Regions from separate parts of the Danio rerio genome. Here region 1 is linked to region 2. The links are chromatin contacts, called in public Hi-C maps. All regions are on one chromosome and are shown on one strand. Each heading gives the region's core, a stretch centred on a gene start, on an enhancer-like site or on the middle of the called end of the contact. The rest is flanking DNA. Distances are from core to core; before and after follow the strand shown.

Region 1 (4,828 bases), core at 1,458-3,957, 360 kb after region 2:
TGAAAAACCTTTATATTTACTGAGCCTCAAGGTTTCAAAGATGCAGGTGACTTTTTTCTTTAATAAAATGTTACAAATAAAACTGTGGTCCTTGGCAATGTTGGGTTTAATTAGTTACAAAGTAACTAGTTACTGTAATTAAACTACTTTTCTGCTGAAAAAGTAAAGTAAGATTTATTTCCAGTTTGTGGTAATTTAATTAGTTACTTATAATTAGGGCCAGACAGAATCTGCTGACATTTTTTGCTATTTCTGCTGAGAATTTAGTTTAAAAAATCTGCGTATTTATGCAGAATTATTTTAGGAGTATTATAACTAAAAACTATTCAGTTACTAATAAAAATCATACATTTTTAACTTTTATTTAATGTCTATAATGCAAATCCAATTAGACTAGTAAACCAATTATTTGGTAAACAAAACAAGTCTCTTATATAATATATCTACTAAAAGACAGAACATATTACTTTACAAACTGTACTGTAAATAAATCATATGAACATTTCAATATTACTATGATTATATCACAATAATATTAGTAAAATTAATTTAAAAACTGAATAAATATAAAATTACACACATACATAGACATAACGATGGGCTAAAAATCTGCAGATTTCTGCGCACAGATTCTGTGTGGGCCTACTTATAATATATTTGGCGTATGTAAATTCAACAGTTCTGTATAAATCGCTTCAGAGAAGCAATCATATACTTTTAGCAAAATATTAAAATTTTTAAGCAAAGACGTTTACATTTATCCTGTTGCACATGCTTAAGAAACAACAAATTGTGTAAAAAAATAATGACAATATATGCTATGTGTAAAAAATGGTGTAATAACAATTAAACTTTCACGTTTTGATACACATACTTTTAACAATTCTTAAGTGCTAATTGTGTTTTACGCTAAAAGGCCCTGTTTGACTCCAATTTAAATAATTTAAACAGATTTTCTATGCATTGAAACTTATAGGAATTTTAAGCAGTATTGAGTCAAGTAATGCATTTTTTATTTATTCTTTATGTTACTTCCATACAAAATAATTAGAAAAGTAATTTACATAGAATTTTAACATTCATTCAATCATTTTCCTTCCTGCTAACCACTAAGCAATCGTATCACCCTACAAATTAGTTACTGTAATTAAACTACTTTTCCATTTTGAGGTAATTTAATTAGTTATTTATAATATACTTGCCTTACATACTGTAAATAAATTCAACAGTTCTGTATAAATCACTTCAAAGAAGCAATCAAATTACTTTAGTAGAATATCTCTATTTTTAAGCAAAGACGTTTACATTTATCACGTTGCACATGCTTAAGACACAACAAATTGAGTAAAAAATTATTGACATTATATGCTATGTATAAAAATGTTGTAATTACGTTAAGCTTTCATGTTTTATACATAATTTTTTTTTACATATCTTAATTGATAAATGTGGATAAGTGTTCATTTTTTTATGCTAAAAGGCCCTTTTTGACTCCAATTTCAAGAATTAAAAGAGTTCTATTGCATATGCATGGAAACTTAGAGAAGTTTTAAGCAGTATTGCTCCAAGTAATTAAATTCCTTATTTATTCTTTATGTTACTTACTGACAAACTAATTAGAAAAGTAATTTAAATACATTAAAAATGTAATCTGTAATTAAAAAAAAACTTTTTGAAGTAACTTGCCCAACACTGGTTCGTGGTGATTTAAGAGTTACGTAATCTTTGAGAGATGGAGAAACATTTTAAGGTACAACAAAACTAATAGCCGTGGCTCCTGATGATATTGATCTATATATGTTTATGTGTAGCCTCTTTGTTTTTTGACCCCTAAAATGCCACACTGTAAAACTTATATGACCAATTAGTCATGACGACATATGTTTTTAGTTCATTGTAACTTATCAAACTGAGTTAATTATGTTCTGACTTTAATTTGATAAGTTACGCAAGCTGTTTTAAGTCAGTTAAACAATGTTCAAAGGACTCATAAGGTTAATTTAATTCCGCTTAAAAATAAGCCAACCAGTATTTTTTACAGTGCAGGAGCTGTAGAATATTATGCATCACCAAGGGTTATTCCCACTAAATATATTTGTTTTAATGTATTAATGAATAAAAAAAATCACCTGCATTTAAATTGCCTGAGCATGAGTAAACTAACGTTTAATTTTTATGAAAACTATCCTTTTAAATAACACACTGTTGCTTTCTTTTCAGAAAACATTGTCTTAAAAAGAAAGAACATGTCTTAAACACAACAAATGCAGCAACAAACACAAATATTTAAAAATATGACTCGCTAAAGTGTTCTCTAACACAATTTAACCAAGACCGCATCTGTGCATAGTGGAGAGGGTTTGGTTAAAGCTTAATAAAGCGCTGTGGTAAAAGCTACTCTACTTCCATTTAGTATATATACAGTAGTTTAAATATACTTCTTGAATTCATCATAAAGCACGAGAACAAAAGCGCCCCCCATTCCTCTGAGTACATTAGACAGAGCCCCTTTGAAGAACGCTTTGCTGCCCTCATCACGAGCGATCTTTCTCCAGCAGTCAAGGGTTCCAGTGTACATAATATCCGCTGGGAAAACAAAAGACAAGGGCTTGAGCTGAAATAAATGCACACTTGGTGGAGAACAGCGAGTTATTCAAATGAGTGCATATGTTTGAGCTTGTGTGTACTGCATACCTCCTTTGCGCCCAGACTGCATCATCATGCGACGACGCACAGTGTCGAATGGGTAGGAGACCACGCCAGCCACTGCTGTCACAGTTTGTGCAATCATCCAGCTGACCATAATGTGGGTGTTCTTTGGATCGGGAAGCATGCCTGCACATCAGCGTAATCAAGAAACCATGCATAAATTCGACATGATTAAGAAGAACTGGCAGTGTAAATAACAATAAAAATAGCCACAATACAGGCTGAATGGGCTCTATGCACTATTAGTGTTTTTCAGCCAAAGATAAACTTCCGGTGAAATGTTAATGTGACTATTTTCAATTTTATAAGGTTGTTTTTACAGCATTGATGTTGTAATGTAATTACAATACATTCAGTTAAACAGACTTAAGCATTCATTTAGTTGTTCAAGCATAAAACTAGATGAAGGGCCGTGTATCAGATAGCACCAACAGGAGCAGCAGTCGAGCGCAGAAACTCCATTAAAAATACTAGGGTAAAATAAACTGTCATATTTTAAAGACATGGTGAGGGAAAATGTAATTTATTGAAGTGCTTCTTGTCCAGTCTGAGACCCACTATATATATATATATATATATATATATATATATATATATATATATATATATATATATATATATATATATATATATATATATATTTTATATATATCAGGCAGCGAAGATTGCTGATTTTAAAGAAATCAGACCCTAAACATGGCAACTTTATAATGGAAAGACAACTCAACCAGAAGCACTGAGGCTGGCTGGCTAAAATTAAAAGTCTTTGTGCATATGCACCATTTAAGGAGAAAGAAGTAACACATGCTCTGAAATTATGTGTTAGTCCAGCCGGGCCACAAAGATTGTGTGTGATTGAGTGATGAGATACATAAATACATTTTTTTATTACTATATTTGTCTAGCATGCTGATCTATTATATATGTATAATATATATATATATATAAATCAGGATTCGACAAGCCAAATTTTGGGTTTGTTTTTAATGTTCTTATTATGCCTTGTTATAACTTCTATTCATTTTTAGTCCATTATTCTATGTTCAAACAATTAAAATACAATTCTAGATTATGTTTACTTCTACAAACCATAAATATATGTTACATTGGCAAAATGATAATGTTTTATTACAGCTTTCAGGAAATATCTGTAAATTTAATGGAAACTGAATTGGTCATTTTCTACCATTATCCATTTAACTTTTTTACATTGTAAAAATACAGATATTTAACAGAAATGTTTTTACAGTAAGTGATGCACAACTCATTATCATCATCTGAATCACACAAATGCTTTAGCATATATTAAAAATATTAATTTGAAAACGACAACAGTTACACAATCATATAGTAGAATATGGGCTGCATGATGTTGAAAAAACTAACACTGCAATATTTTCATTTAGTGCAATATATATTGCGATATAAAAGCAATTTCAGCAGACGACTTGAAGAGCTAGAAAAAAATCATAATTTTAAATCGATTGGGATGATTCTGTATAGGGAACGTATCTGAATAAAATATCATTTAAAAAATGGTAAATAAAGTTAAATACAACAGTGAAAGGATTCAAATAAACAATGATTTATGATTTTACGGCCAGTCAAATAGTATTCAGAAACAGAAATTACATAATTAGCTTATAATTATAACAATAACACTATTGTTTTAATTGAGTAAGTAGTAATTTATATAATGTAAAATTCAGCTTTAAGCAAAAAACATTTTAATTATTGTGCCCAAATGGCTTAGAAATTCTTACAATCAAGTGTTAAAAACACATGTAAATAATAAACTTTGACTCTAAGGTTAAAATATAAAATTACTCCACTATGTTGTTGACTGTAATGTCTGGTCAACTATAATCCTAACTACATTGCAGACTCACACATGGCGATATCGATGCTAAAAATATATATTTTACTGCCAGCCTATAACATATCTCAATTAATTTTTATTTATTTATTGTAATTTATTATTTATTTATTAATTTATTAAATTAATGTCCAAATGATAAAATTACAATTCTGCATTCTGTTTACCACTACACTCAAAATATGAACTACACTCGCATAAAAATGTGTTAATTCAAGAAATGTTTTATACAGGTTGCATTGC
Region 2 (4,919 bases), core at 1,252-3,751:
TATTGTTGTTTTCAGTGAACATCAAAGTGCTTGTGCCCTTGAATTCACCATGGCTTAGATCTATTTCTTCTCCACTCTTGATTTTGTTGAGGTAGTCTTTTAGCATCGCCTGAGTACTCGGCTCACTCAACCAAAAGAGGAAGAGCTCGTCGACCTTCATTTTCAGGACAGGTTGAAGTGTTTGTGGTGATGCCATTTCTGGTTTTCTTCATGCAGACAAGATTTTCTCCAAAAAAAAAAAAAAAAAAAAAAAATTAAATAAAAAAATAAATAAAAGTCAAATAAATAAATAAAGATGAAAAATACCTGAAAAAGAAAGCAGAAAGCACTATAAAACTATGTACCGGTTAAAAATCCTCATATTCATTCAGCCATAACTTGTGAGACAATACAATTATCACTATGTTACTTTGAATATTTGCTCTGACATTGCATGCAAGTATGACTTCAAAACAACATTGACTGTGAACAATGCTGTATTTTGATAGTTCATTGGCTGCTAATATGATTTCCCTATTGAGAATAGAAAAGAAGACGTTTCTGAGATCATATCATTCAGTAGGAAGTTTCAATGTGCGAATATAAAACCAATTTTACCCTAGTAAACCATGTTGCAAAATTCACAACCTATTTAAAGTGCATAAAAAACATGTAAACGACAAATGCTTTGTTCATGCATATCAATTTGTGTAGTAGTTTATATTTGTAACAAACTGAACAAATACTCAATGCAACCAAATCTAAAGAAAATGGTATGTGTTTGACGGGCAAAAATAAAATGTAAACAAAAAATGTTAAGGAAAACAATTTAAACAAACTGAATACATTTGGGTGTCACAGTGGCGCAGTGAATAGCACAAACGCCTCACAGCACGAAGGTCGCTGGTTTGAGCCCCGGCTGGGTCAGTTGGCATTTCAATGTGGAGTTTGCATGTTCTCCCTGTGTTGGTGTGTGTTTCCTCCGGGTGCTCTGGTTTTCCCCACAAGTCCAAAGACACTAAATGGTGAATTGGGTAAGCTAAAATTGTCCGTAGTGCATGTGTGTGATTCTCAGTCATAAGTTGCAGCTAGACAGGCATCCGCTGCGTAAAACATATGCTGGATAAATTGGTGGTTCATTCCACTGTGGTGAGCCCTGATTAATAAAGGGGCTAAGCCAAAAAGAAAATGAATGAATGAAACTGAATACATTTAACAAATGAATATACAGTACAACAACAATAAAAAAATCTTTATACAATTTATTTTCCATGTGTGTAAAATGGGTAAAAATATAGACAGCTGTTTGATTATGATCTCACACAACTAAGCAACATATATCACTGTGTCCTAACAAAATAGCAATGCAATGTTAATTAATTCCCTGCCAAAACGTTACGATCATGTTTAATGATAGTAACGTTACTTAAAGGGTTTTAACTAGGGTAAAATTGGCTTTATATTTGCACATTCAGACTTTCTTCTTAATGATATAATCTCAGAAAAGTATTATTTGCATATAAGCAGCCAATGACAATTAAAGAACAACATTGATATCGCAGTCTCATAACAAGAAAACAATTAAAACTTATAAAACATGTGTTTTATTTAATATACTACATTAATTTGTATTATTTTTTTCATGTGCCCTCATTTATTTATTTAGTTTTTGTTTCTTTTTCTTCCTCATTGTCTTTCTTTTGCTTTACCTTTATTATATTTCTTTAAAAGTGTCGCATTTCTCCTGTTGCAGTTTGTATTGTTTGTTATACATCTAACTGTTTGCATTTCTACCTGTTGTAGTTGCCTGCTATTGCAATAATAAAAAAGTACATCATTGCTCACAGTCAGACAGTGCTAATGTTGTTTTCAAGTCATACTTGCATGCGATTTAAGACTGAATATTCAAAGTATGGAAAACAAGATATGTCGTCTCACAAATAATGACTGAACGAATGTGAGAATCTGAAACCAACTTTATACCAGTAACTTAAAGTGTTTAACTTGCCGTTGGCTTCAAATGTCACAAACAACAACCTTTAAACTCCGTGAAAGCAAGATGTGCTTTTATTGAATTCTATTATAAGTCACTTAAAGTACTAGTATCTGAACCAACTATGCTATTGTAAACTAACGTTACGGTTTATAAACATCCCACCGCGGATGGCGAAAGTGGAGAACACACCAAATTATCCCAATTCAAGTTCACCTTATTTAACTCACAATTTCACACACGTTAAGCGTTTAGGCAGAACCCCAAGTTAGCTGAAACACGAGAGAAATAAACTGGTTTGTTGCTGTTGCTAGCAGACTAACACGGAGCATATACTCTCACTGCTAACGGACAAACTATTACATAAACACCGCCAGCATTTCGTAACATAGATAAAGAAACGTACAGTCAGCCGGTAAACACGACAAAGTAAACGGTAACTGGTTTGCATTACTCTACCTGCAGTTATAAAGAAGATTTTTGTTTGTTTTTGTTCATTCCAATAGGGGTACACTTTGAACCAAACTCTCGTCTCCTCAGGTAACCGGGAAAAGTTTATATCGCGAGAGTGGCGAACACACGCGAAAGACTCGTTCATTAAAAGCGGTTCTTTTAAAGAATCGATTCGCAAAAGGAATTGCATTTCACTTGATTACAGAGTCGAATTATCCGATTCATTGTCTGAAGTGAACGTTTTGACTCCGAACGAAACATTGCATAAACAGGTTTTTGTTTAAAGGTGTAAAATATTCTACTAGTAGTTATAGAAAAAAATTACTCAGCAGTATTAATTAATATATATATATATTTTTGCCACTGAGCTGAATTTAAACGATAAAAAACAAAGCACAGGAGTTCAACATAGCCTATATGACAACAAACATAACATAAATGACAAAGCATGAGTTTGCTTAGAACAATTCTAATTTACTGATGAATTTACTAATTTCTTTCTATTTTACTGAAATAATAATAAGAATAGGGGCGTCATGGTGGTGCAGTGGGTAGCACAATCACCTCACAGCAAGAAGGTCGTTGGTTTAAGCATCAGCTGGGTCAGTTGACATTTCTGTATGTAGTTTGCATGTTCACCCTGTGCTTGTGTGGGTTTCCTTAGGGTGCTCCGGTTTCACCCACAAATCGAAATACATGCGCTGATGGGTTGCAGCTAGAAGGGCATCCACTGCGGGAAAAACATGCTGGATACGTTAGTGAATTACTCAGCTATAGCAACCCCAGATTAATAAAGGGAATAAATCGAAAAAAATGAGTTAATGAATGAATAATAATAATAATAATCTCACCCATCCTCTGAAACTACTTCAAGTTAATTTATTTATTCAGTTATACAGTTGGTGAAAGCGGGGACAAAAGAAACATTTTTCATAAAAACCTAAATTTTAAAAGAATTTTATAACATTTTATAATGTTTTTAGCAAAACTATTTTGCTGTGGTTACTAACTCACAATAGTGTTTCAAAATCTGGTGTTATTTTGTATCAATATATAATAGAGATGCCCAAAGTAAGGCCCGCGGGCCTAAATTGTCCCACTGTAACCTTTGATTGGGCCCAGCATCCCGTCTGGGAGGAGAGTGATTATGATGGAGAGGATTGGGGCTAATGCCTTTAACAGAGATTGTAGTTTCTAATTTGACTTAACCTTTTTTGTTTTATTGCTGAGATAAAAAAAGCTAACTGAAATTAAATGTTTCAATTAAATTTTGTAAATGAATCAGATTTTTAAAATTTTTTTATGTAAATACTGTTAGTCGAATAAAGGTCTATGCAGAAGACATCAGGGAACAAATCAAGGCAAAAACCAGTGTAAGTCTGTTATAAATTTGATAGTTTTGTTTTTACTGTAATAAGTTCATTCATTCATTCATTCATTTTCTTTTCGACTTAGTCCCTTTATTAATTCGGGGTCGCCACAGCGGAATGAACCACCAACTTATCAAGCTCATTTTTTACTCAGTGAATGCCCTTCCAGCCACAACCCATCTCTGGGAAACATCCACACACCCATTCACACTCATACACTATAGACACTTTAGTCTACGCAATTCACCTGTACCGCATGGGGGGGTGGGTGGGTGGCGGGGGGGCAGGGTGAAACCATAATAAGTTCCTTAATAATGAAAAAAAAAAATACTGTATTAGTTTATATAAAGCAATGTTTTCTAATCTTTTTAAAAATATTATTAAATAAACTAGGAAATTACCCATTGCAACTATATTCACCTTTGGCCCACTAGCCTCAATCAAGTTTGGTTTTTAGGATTTCGTAAGAAAAAGTTTAGAAACCCCTGCTTTGAACAAAAGTTACTTTGTTTAACACATTGTTACTTTTGAGCCCATAGACTGGGACGAAAGTAACACACGGGTGGGTCAAAAGTAAAACAACAATATTTGCTAGATTTACTGGCTCAATCTTGTTTATTTGAAATAAATCTGACGATAACGTTGTTAATGTTAATTGCAAACATATTACACAAAAAAAATAAACGGCATTTTCATTTTAAATGTCACTTTTAGAAAATGTTTCAGAAGCAATTCAACAATGCAAAATGCTCTTTTTTATTATTATTGGCTACATGCAATAATCTTATAAAACATATGAATAAAAAAACTGAAAACTAATGTGGAAGTGAAAAATAAGGCATGTCTATTAGCAGCAGGACAAAAATACGTGTTACTTTTGTGCCCACAGGAACTCTTGCAATTTAAAACTCAGACATTTCAAACTCAAGGGTGTGCTATTGCATTAAATAACTTGTAGATTGATCATTAGTGTGACACATGAGAAACACAATATGTAATAAGGAAAAAAGAACCACTTCAATAATTTACTTATTGCACTTAAAAACTGAAATTTGGAGATAACTGTGGGACACAAGAAATCACATGATATTTGGCAGCTCCATCGAGGGTTGCATGCTGAATGT

The links. A called contact is a pair of places that touch in the nucleus more often than the background predicts.
Region 1: a contact with region 2 is called in a Hi-C map of an unstated tissue, with 3 times the contacts expected there. The contact joins the enhancer-like site here to the promoter of ppp2r3b in region 2. A contact is called at or near these places in 3 of 18 Hi-C or Micro-C datasets (caudal fin, hematopoietic stem cells and an unstated tissue) and 1 of 4 datasets of contacts at active chromatin or transcription factors (caudal fin).

Annotation. Positions count from the first base shown.
Region 1 is chr9:36,556,389-36,561,216 of GRCz12tu, forward strand. It overlaps slc25a6 (solute carrier family 25 member 6), which reads right to left. Exons shown (of 4, transcript NM_001128732.1): 3 at 2,695-2,835; 4 at 2,067-2,586. The coding sequence ends at 2,429. Among named protein-coding and RNA genes, the nearest start is that of slc25a6, 5.1 kb to the right of the region's middle. Within about 2 kb of position 2,708, at least 4 of the 62 cell types and tissues checked have an H3K27ac peak or open chromatin away from gene starts, as enhancers often do.
Region 2 is chr9:36,199,283-36,204,201 of GRCz12tu, forward strand. It overlaps ppp2r3b (protein phosphatase 2, regulatory subunit B'', beta), which reads right to left and starts at 2,502. Exons shown (of 14, transcript XM_689298.10): 1 at 2,432-2,502; 2 at 1-306. The coding sequence starts at 196.